2 separate regions of the Cyprinus carpio genome follow, and region 1 is linked to region 2. The links are chromatin contacts, called in public Hi-C maps. All regions are on one chromosome and are shown on one strand. The core of a region is the stretch at or near the end of the contact, and the rest is flanking DNA. Distances in the headings are between cores, read along the strand shown. Region 1 holds the start of LOC109097011 (aminoacyl tRNA synthase complex-interacting multifunctional protein 2-like). Region 2 overlaps LOC109097016 (tectonin beta-propeller repeat-containing protein 1-like).

The links. A called contact is a pair of places that touch in the nucleus more often than the background predicts.
Region 1: a Hi-C map of skeletal muscle shows a contact between it and region 2, with 7 times the contacts expected there. The contact joins the promoter of LOC109097011 here to the enhancer-like site in region 2. A contact is called at or near these places in 2 of 8 Hi-C or Micro-C datasets (both in skeletal muscle).

Annotation. Positions count from the first base shown.
Region 1 is chrA3:32,093,283-32,098,599 of ASM1834038v1, reverse strand. LOC109097011 (aminoacyl tRNA synthase complex-interacting multifunctional protein 2-like) reads right to left here and starts at 2,463. Exons shown (of 4, transcript XM_019110710.2): 1 at 2,212-2,463; 2 at 1,580-1,786; 3 at 1,208-1,442; 4 at 1-458. The coding sequence starts at 2,334. The coding sequence ends at 70.
Region 2 is chrA3:32,014,789-32,019,959 of ASM1834038v1, reverse strand. LOC109097016 (tectonin beta-propeller repeat-containing protein 1-like) reads right to left here. Exons shown (of 25, transcript XM_042730408.1): 9 at 1,806-1,936; 10 at 719-1,191. Among protein-coding and RNA genes, the nearest start is that of LOC109097016, 9.9 kb to the right of the region's middle. Within about 2 kb of position 2,184, at least 1 of the 8 cell types and tissues checked has an H3K27ac peak or open chromatin away from gene starts, as enhancers often do. A contact at or near this core is called in skeletal muscle, where this site is marked.

The DNA of each region.
Region 1 (5,317 bases), core at 1,214-3,713, 78 kb before region 2:
AAATTTCTATGGTGTATCAGTTTCCTCTTTACAGCTAGAGTAGGACCTGCACTGATCTCCCAGCTCTCGTCACTGTAGGAATGGATACACGCAGTCGAAGTGGCCCAGGTTCTGGCAGGACTTGAGCCAGCGCTGTACGTTAACTGGTGCAGAGGTGGTCTGACCGGCCCGCAGGACGAAGCAGGCACACACGATGTCTGCAAGAGAGAACTCCTGACCCAGAAGCCACGGTGAACGTCCCAGAGCCGCGTTTAGTGACCTCAGCACGGCCGCCCGATCTTTACTGCCCCCCTCGGACAGCTGGAAAACTGCCTTGTCGATCCAGCAGTCCATCTGTGTGGCAGCGACCGGGTCCTGGGGTTCGGCACCCAGAAGACGGAAGAGAAAGCGGGCGACGTTGGCCTCCCCCTCGATCGGGCACATGCTCTGCGTGCTGAACTTCATCTGCAGCTCTGACACTGAAAGGAGACGGATGATACAATAATTAGCATGTATATCGAAATATCTGGAGCTAATGCAAATGTTAATACTGTATCTACTTTCTTTATAACAGTATATAACTACTAGTTCCAAAATAGTTTCAAGAGGAGTAATCCACCACAACCAACAGGTCTGGCTGGTATAAACACCCTCCATTCACAATCCAATCTAGTGTTGCTGAAAGCACCCGTACTTCTGTACCGCAATTTTAAAAATGTAACAACACCAGTCTTCCAGCAGTACAGAGTACAGACATTTGTGCATACGTTTTTTATTAACAATGTGTTTCTGCAGAGCAAAACTGAGCATTATAGCAAGTCATCAAATGTTTTTAGATTAAAGCCGGAATTATTTTGTGCAGCACAAGCTTATCGACGGAGTTCAATGAATCCTGTCATGAAAACAACAAAGTATAAACACAGGATAAGAGATTTACTGTGCACTGTTTTGATTATAATGGTTGAACGGAATTGATATTTCACGATGGTTTTGCTACACTATAATATGTGGGATGTCGCCTTAGAGATGTTCCAAAAAAATGGCAATTTTAAAAAGTTAAGCAGACCCCGCTGCACACCAAAAAACATTCTGAAGTGACGCCTCCACAAAAGCTTTTCAAAGTCTTACACGTTTAGCATGACATCCTCACACATCCTCTAGAGGAGTGTTAAGCAGATCAGTAACACTCCGGTCACACAAGAGAACCACTCTCTCTTTACCCTCTCACCATCTTTCCATATGAGAGTGAAGCCGAGCTGAAAGCGCTGGCGGGCGTAGCTGTCTATGTGGCGCGGGCCCAGGCAGGACAGCAGCGGAGGGGGCACAGCGCTCACTGAGGAGTGCACATGCACACTGGAGAGCACCTGGTAGCGCTGGCACAGCAGAGCATGAAGGACCAGCAGGGACAGAGGAGGACGGGCAGGGTTGGCGTTGATCACGATGTCTCTCAGTGCACCCAGGTCCTGGAGCACAACCAGAAACAACTAGGGTAACCGGACTGATTTGTTTACACTGGTTTAGTTATAAAAGTCCCTAAATACCTGAACAGGGGTTGGAACATCCTAATCTAAAATGTCTGGTGGCGCATGTAAGGGCTCACCTTGCCCAGCAGGGAGTCTAGATCTGCCGTTCCTTTGAACACAGACTCAGCCGGTCCGGGTGACGGTGTGCTGGCGTCCAGGTCTGCATCAGGAGTGGTCACCGTCTTTGCGAACCCGTCGACCGTTGCCTTCAGCTCATACAGTCTTCTCAGGACTTCATCCTGTCGCTCCTCCAGCGCCTTCAGAGAAGGATCCACTTCCCCGTTCTGAGACCAGATGAGAATACAGATGAGAAGAGACCGTTTACATGCAATTTGCATGGCTACCTTCCCAAACATAGACATGTACAGTACAAAACAGCATTTAGTTGCATTAAACTATGTGCAAGATGACCCTAATATAAACTATAAATAGATCAATTTACCATATTATCATCATCATCCTTTCTAGTATGATCCATCTCCTTCCTAATTATTTCAGGGAGTCTTTGTTGTAAACTGCAGTGTATTAAAGTGAAAGTGTAATTCCAGGAAATCTCACTGAAGGACCGATCTCTCATATTCCAGAGCACGAAGTACAGCAGCTGTCAATCATAGCTGACATGCACGTGCCCATTGCATATTTTACACATTTTTACGATTTCATGTTCTGAACTGATGTGCTGCCGTGTCATATCGGTAATGTTGATTACCTGAAGCGCGTGCTCTCCGCAGTTCATTCCGTGCGCGTGGACATTCGGTGACTTGTACATGCACGACGGCACATCGATCTTGATGTCAGCGGGACTGACGGGCTTTACCTTGTACATGGGCATAATGACGGGGGACAAACTCACTCCAGATATGCTTGTTTTGACGGGATTTGTCGATTTCTCGACAGTCCGTCTAGTAGCAGCCCGCTAACAGCAGCCGAGTAGTGAAGAAGAGGCCGTGTTACGTCATTTCCGGTGAGAATGAAAGAACTCGGGTCGCGCGCACAGTGACGCCAGAGGCTGCGATCTGTTTTGAGTTTTATGAGCATTTTTTCTAGGTTTGCTTAAAATGGATATATATCAGAAGCCTCTGGTGAAGACTTGTTTTAGCTAATTCAGCACTGGCTCAGTTGTATTTTACAATTTTGTAGATTTGTAGCAAAATATAACAAAGTAAAGGAATTATGTATATGATATTATGTATTTACTTTATGCACTGTATCCAATATTGCATTATATTATATTTATTATATTATATTATATCATATTTGGGAAATATAACTGTTTTGTATGTTTACTCTCTTGTATACATTTATACAAGATGGATTATGATATAGTATATATGGATTTTTCAGTATATTGGTTTTAACATTATATATATTCAGCATTCATGGTCACACTTTATATTACAGTGTTCTTGATACTGTGTAATATCTATGCCAATGAACTACGTCCAATATTTTAATATTTTGCGAAGCTGCTTGTAATTACACACTTGTACATATTTATATGGAAGATATATATTATATTATATTATATTATATTATATTATATTATATTATATTATATTATATTATGTATTTGGATTTATCACAATTTATTGGGGTTTAACTGAAGTCATTTCTGTGGTTATGAACTGTGTAATATTAAAATATTTTGTGAAGCTGGTTTTAATTACACACTTGTACATAATTATATGTAAGATATATTTATTTTATTTTATTTTATTATATTATGTATTTTATTATATTGATGAATATAGGCCTCGTTGCACCTTATACACAGTTGAAAAAAGGTTAATATTACTTATAGTGTACATTGGCATAAAATAATACATTTAATGATCTTTTACTTACTGTTATGTTATGTTATGTTGTGTTATGTTATGTTATATGTTATGTTATTTAGTGCTGTGCTGTCAAACAATTAATTGCGATTAATCGCATCCAAAATAGAAGTTTTTTTTTACATAATATATGTGTGTGTACTGTGTATATTTATTATGTATATATAAAGACACACACATGCAGCACATGTTTCGAAAATATTTACATGTATTTATGTGTATATATTTATATTCATATAAATTGTATGTAAATATATTAAATATATAAACATAATATATTTTTCTTAAATATATACACGATTGTGTGTTTTTTTTTTTTTTATTTATACATAGTAGTAAAATATTTTTTATTTTGTAAAAAAATACATGTGTGTGTATTTATATATACTTATAGTTGTGGTTGTTTATATTTTGTATTGAAAAATTACTGAATGACTCACCCTCATGTCGTTCCAAACCCGTGAGACCTCCGTTCATCTTCGGAACACAGTATAAGATATTTTAGATTTAGTCCGAGAGCTTTCTGTCCCTCCATTGAGAATGTATGTACGGTATACTGTCCACGTCCAGAAAGGTAATAAAAAACATCTTCAAAGTAGTCCATGTGACATCAGAGGGTCCGTTAGAATTTTTTGAAGCATCGAAAATACATTTTGGTCCAAAAATATCAAAAACTGCGACTTTATTCCGCATTGACTTCTCTCCCGGGTCTGTTATGAGCGCGCCATTCACAGCACATCCGGTTCGCGAACGAATCACTCGATGTAACCGGATCTTCTTGGAACCAGTTCACCAAATCGAACTGAATCGTTTGAAACGGTTCGCGTCAACAATAAGCATTAATCCACAAATGACTTAAGCTGTTAACTTTTTTAACATGGCTGACACTCCCTCTGAGCTTCAAATAAACCAATATCCCGGAGTAATTCATTTACTCAAACAGTACACTGACTGAACCGAGCCAGATAACGAACGAAACATTGACTCGTTCTCGAGTCAAGAACCGTTTCTGTCGGACGCGTGCGATTCGAGAACCGAGGAGCTGATGATACTGCGCATGCGTGAAGCAGACTGACACACAGCGCGTCTGAACCGAACTGGTTCTTTTGGTGATTGATTCTGAACCGATTCTGTGCTAATGTTATGAGCGCGGGTAAACCGAAGGCTTGAATCAAGGGCAATCATCGCCAATGAAGTCATTACGTCGAGTGCAAAATAACTGGTGAACCGTTTTCGGCAACCAGTTTATTGAATCGAACTGTCCGAAAGAACCGGTTCGCGGAGAAGAACAGAACTTCCCATCACTACCGGTGATCCGAAAACCGATGCAACCGGTTCTTGACTCGAGAACGAGTCAATGTTTTTCGTTCGTTATCTGGCTCGGTTCAGTCAGTGTACTGTTTGAGTAAATGAATTACTCCGGGATATTGGTTTATTTGAACTCAGAGGGAGTGTCAGCCATGTTAAAAAAGTTAACAGCTTAAGTCATTTGTGGATTAATGCTTATTGTTGACGCGAACCGTTTCAAACGATTCAGTTCGATTTGGTGAACTGGTTCAAGAAGATCCGGTTACATCGAGTGATTCGTTCGCGAACCGGATGTGCTGTGAACGGCGCGCTCATATCAGACCCGGGAGAGAAGTCAATGCTGAATAAAGTCGTAGTTTTTGATATTTTTGGACCAAAATGTATTTTCGATGCTTCAAAAAATTCTAACGGACCCTCTGATGTCACATGGACTACTTTGAAGATGGTTTTTATTACCTTTCTGGACGTGGACAGTATACCGTACATACATTCTCAATGGAGGGACAGAAAGCTCTCGGACTAAATCTAAAATATCTTATACTGTGTTCCGAAGATGAACGGAGGTCTCACGGGTTTGGAACGACATGAGGGTGAGTCATTAATGACATAATTTTCATTTTTGGGTGAACTATCCCTTTAATCGCATAATACATTTAATGATCTTTTACTTAC
Region 2 (5,171 bases), core at 935-3,434:
ATTAGCAACGTTGGCGTCTGTGTTCAAATTCTTCTCTGTTTTCAGCCGTCTCCATCTTTCAAAAGCATCTCCAATACAAAATCTGGTTTTATTTCGGACTTTGTCACGACGAATTTCTGAATTATAACGAGGTATTTTTGATTTAGTAACATTAGACATTTTTATCCGACTGGAGTTAGGGCAGGTTACAGCAAAGCTGGCAACACGGATCCCGAAACACTACTGACTTCGTGATTGGTAGATAGGTGGAGGGAGGCGCGTCAGGCCAAAACACAAAATGACAACATCAACATCAGTTGAGGGCTGCAAGTCCACTTTTTAAATGACAATATCCTGGCCGGACTACTGTTGTCAGTGATATAAGTATTTGAAAAGAACATGATTTCTTCATGTCTAGTGACACATCAGAGCCATTTTATGATAAATTGAAATAGATTTCTTACATACAGCTCCTTTAATGCACCTTATAATGCATACTATGCTCTTATGAATAATTGTAACCACTTGTCTATTAATTGTTACAGTCCAAATATCATAATGCATTTTAACTTTGGTTACAATTATTTGTGAAATTATATATTGTATTAGAATGTACATTATGAATACTTTTTCTAATGCATTACACATAAGTGCTTCAAGTAAGTTCCTTCAGTGATAGAAAGAAAATGATTCAGGATTGGAATGACATGAGGGTGAGTAAATGATGAACTGTGTGCACCTGAGATGTTAAACCAGTCGAGATGTGAGCTGGAATCGATGTCAAATCCTCCACCGGTGACCCAGGCCCATGGCGGCAGCTCCTCCTGCGCTACTGTGTTCTGCAGCAGCTCAATGGGGTATGTGGCCACTGAGCTCCGGGCGCTGCTGGGAACCGAGACTTTCATCTCCTTCAGGTCAACATTGCTCCATGGTGTCTCGCTACCATCGGACGGGCTGCTCGGGATCAGGATAGAGGAATCGGACTCTTGGCTCGTCACCTGGTTTTCCTCAGGTACACTGGGGTGAGCCGCAGAGGGCAGGTCGTGTGTTGGAGTGGAGCGATCAGACACCAGCGCAGAGATAAAGCTGTCACTCGTGATCTTGGGGATATGCGGCTTTGGAATGTCTGTGTCATCACACCCCAGAATGGAACCCTGGGAAGGAGCAGTGACCTCACCAGCGAAGACACTGGCATCACTGTGAACACAGACACTGGGAAACACACACACAGAGCCTTTCACAAGACTGACAGGCAAGTCACCATCTGCTGGATGGACATGAAACTGCAACGTGAAATAGATGACATCTTAGGCACTAGCGTTGCCCAACAGCCCCATCAATAAGACTCAAGGGCCCCCTCATCGACAACAAAACGGAAATGTCCTTTTAACCCATATTATTCTGGATATCACTTAGCATTATTATTGCATATATTATTGCATGATTCACAGTGAGAAAAATAACTGAAGCAGTGTAAGAATCTATATATATATGTATATATGTGTGTGTGTGTATGTGTAGTTTTATAGTTTTGATCATATTGATAATTTAGAGGCCTTAGAAACTCAATGTATCAAATATGATGCAGTAGGCTTTTATTGGGTTAAAAAACAAGAGTGTAAAACTGAGACTGACAAGCTGTTTAATGTAAATTAACTGTTTAACTTTGACATCTCTAATATGTCTACTTTAAAATCTTCTTCTAAAATCTCCTTTAAATACTGTTTTATTGGTGTAACAAATCAAAATCTTTCCAAACCCTCTCTGAAACCTATTTAAGTATGCCTTGTCAGGAATCACTGCTCTGTACAGTGTTTTTCAGCTACCTGGAATGATTTGTGCTTTCACCGCCATCGAGCTGAGCTGACACAGCCACCCATGACCTGCCAGTGACCTCTGTGGCTGTCACGCCATGACGAAAATACACAGTCCGGTCATCACTGCCAACCCCCCATACCTGTGTCACAAACGAACACACATAAAATAAAAATACATTTTATATCGCACCAGCCAGTCTCTCAGTTTTTACCCACCTTCAAGCTGAGACATCAAAACATACGGGCCAAAATAGATAATGTAACTAAACGGGACAAACTTACCCTAGTTCAAGTATTTTCTCACACATCTTCTGAATATTAAAAAACAAAATATCACTAAAAAATAACCTTCTTGTGTTTCGCAGCCTTTATGTTACTAACTTCATCAATTTAATTCATTAAATTAGCACACTGTGGTATGATCCTGAGATTGTAAGAGATAATGTAGAGTCAGCCAGAATGCTGTGAGAGACATGAAACTGGCAGCAGTAACGTGGGAAATCAGGGTTTGAAGAACCAGCAGCAGAAGCTTAATTGGTGCCCTTGGTGAGATGAGAGGTAGTCATAGATAAAAAACACTTTTTGTTCTTCATTTCTACATAAAGTGTGTTAATCTAGTTAAGACTTTGGTTTAGCAAACTTGGGGATATTTAAAGTTGGGGTCAGAATTATTGCCCCCCTTGGTAAATATGATCAAATAAGCCTGTGAAAAGAGAGAGAAAAAAAAAAAACGACATTGTTTATCCTTTTAATCCTTCAAAAGATACGCAAAAATCTGTATGTATATCTTTTAACAACAATTGCCAGTGAACTCGACAGCCAGTGTTCATCATGCACTTTTGTTGTTTATGGAAAAAGTACAGCACTGACATTTTTAAAATAATGCAAATTATTTGCAATCCACACTTTTTCAAGTGTGAAAAGTTTCAAGTGTAAACAGTTTCAAGCGTGAACAGATTTTAAAATGCGCATGTGGGATTATTATTTTTATTTTTACTTGCAAGCAATATATATTGGAATGTAAACTACCATTCAAAAGTTTGGGGTCAGTGAGATTTAAAAAAAAAATTATTACTTATATTCAGCATCAAATGCATTGAATTCATAAAAAGTGACAGTAAAAACATTTATGTTACTGTTCTGAGAGGATTTGACTGGGTGTTTTGCTTTTGGTCATCATCAGTCATTACACAAAAATATATGATCACAGGATTCTTGATTGACCTGTTTTATCACAATCAAGCATTATAGACAGCCATACAATAATAAATCCCCCATATCGACTGCATCATAATGAAGCTGGCATCAGAAAATCAACATGTTATGAGATGATCTTCTTTTTATGTGCTGACATACAGTAGTTATCATAGAGAGGATATTGTTTCTGATTAAGCCAAATTGAGGAACAGGATCAAATATGAGTGTCGCAGCTAAGCTGTACACACAGATACACGGCCTGCGCGGTTAGTAAAGAAATGTGAAGTATGGAATGGTGGAGAGTGGCCAAACTCAAATTAGACACTCCCATATGGCTGTGTGCGGGAGAAAGAACTGGATGTGTATATATATGGCTGGGCTGAGATGGAGGAGGCAGTGGGCAACAGGAAGAGCCAGATGGTCTAAGGGTCCAGTTACAGAGAGAGAAGAGATGCAGAGACAAGGTTTGCATCGCTTGCAAACTCCACACTGAAGTAATCAACACCCGCGGACACCCGACTCCGCCAGACCATACATGCCTGTTCTGATGGGAGGGAGGGGCCTGTGTGAGCTTGTGAAGGTGATTGGACGATGTGTGTTTGTGCGTATAAACAAGGACAGTGAATACAGTCGGCCTGCCGTGCAGGGAGCACATATTGGTCTGAGGATCTAATGATGGTTAATCCTCAAAGATACATGTGAGAACAGAAGTGTTATTAGACCTGTCTGCCCACCACCCTACAGCAGATGGGTGTACCCCAAGGACAAGTACTGGGACACCTAGAGTTGTCCACACAGGGAAAAAATTATTATTTCACAAGATGAAATTATTCAGATTGGTACATCACTTGTTAGTGGAGTTTGCTAAGGCAAAGATCACTATATTTGCTCGTACTTATGGTAAATGATTTGAACAAACCACAAAATCTAGGTAATAAACTTAACTCATCCTGCATTTTTTGGGCTACAGACATAAATGATACCTCAAATCTTGCAGCTTGCTGGTGGTGCTACCTAGTGGAAAATAAAACACTTACTTTGAAGGACCTGAGACATATCTAGAGACCAGAATATCATATTTGGCAAATTTGGACATACTTGGGACAGTAAGCAAGCAACTTAGCAACCTTCTAGAACACCTTAGAAACCTCTAAGTAATAAACTAACAACTCCCTGTAAACCACCTACAAAAGCTTTACATTTTTCTTTTATTTTAGGTTTTGTAAATAAGAAGTTATTTATTCTGACAGGACGGTAGTAATGACAGGAATCAAAGTGGGACAGAGGTCCATGAGCCGGGATTTGAACTCGGGACACCTGTAGCGCAATGGCTGCAAGCTGCCCACAAGGCTATTGGCACTGACCGATTCATTACATTTAATACTACTTTGTCTTGCTTTAAGGAAGTACACACTATGTTGTGCTGACTAACATACTAAAGCACATGCAAAGTACTTGATTATAATTTAAACTGTGGTGTGTTATTTGATACTACATGTAACATGTTATAAATGTATTAAATGGCAACTTCATCATTACAAATGTGCAATTACATATATATTAAAATAAGTGACAAGTTTTAATACAAGTGACAAGTGTATTTTATTTTAACAATAAATACGTTTCAGTACATTCAGCAGTACACTTTAACCATATTTCAAAGAGAATAGAAGTAATTATGAAATTATATTTAAAGTTGTACTTAAGTCCTATTTGAGTGGGTCACAAAGCACCATACAGTTCAGCTAATTGCATTTAATATTAATTTAAACTACAGCACATTTTCATTAAATGCAGTTAACATGTAATTAAGTGTCCAAAAACATGTACAGGTGCATCTCAATAAATTAGAATGTTGTGGAAAAGTTCATTTATTTCAGTAATTCAACTCAAATTGTGAAACTCGCGTATTAAATAAATCTAGTGCACACAGACTGAAGTAGTTTAAGTCTTTGGTTCTTTTAATTGTGATGATTTTGGCTCACATTTAACAAAAACCCACCAATTCACGATCTCAACAAATTAGAATACTTCATAAGACCAATAAAAAAAAACATTTTTAGTGAATTGTTTGCCTTCTGGAAAGTATGTTAATTTACTGTACATGTACTCAATACTTGGTAGGGGCTCCTTTTGCTTTAATTACTGCCTCAATTCGGCGTGGCAGGGAGGTGATCA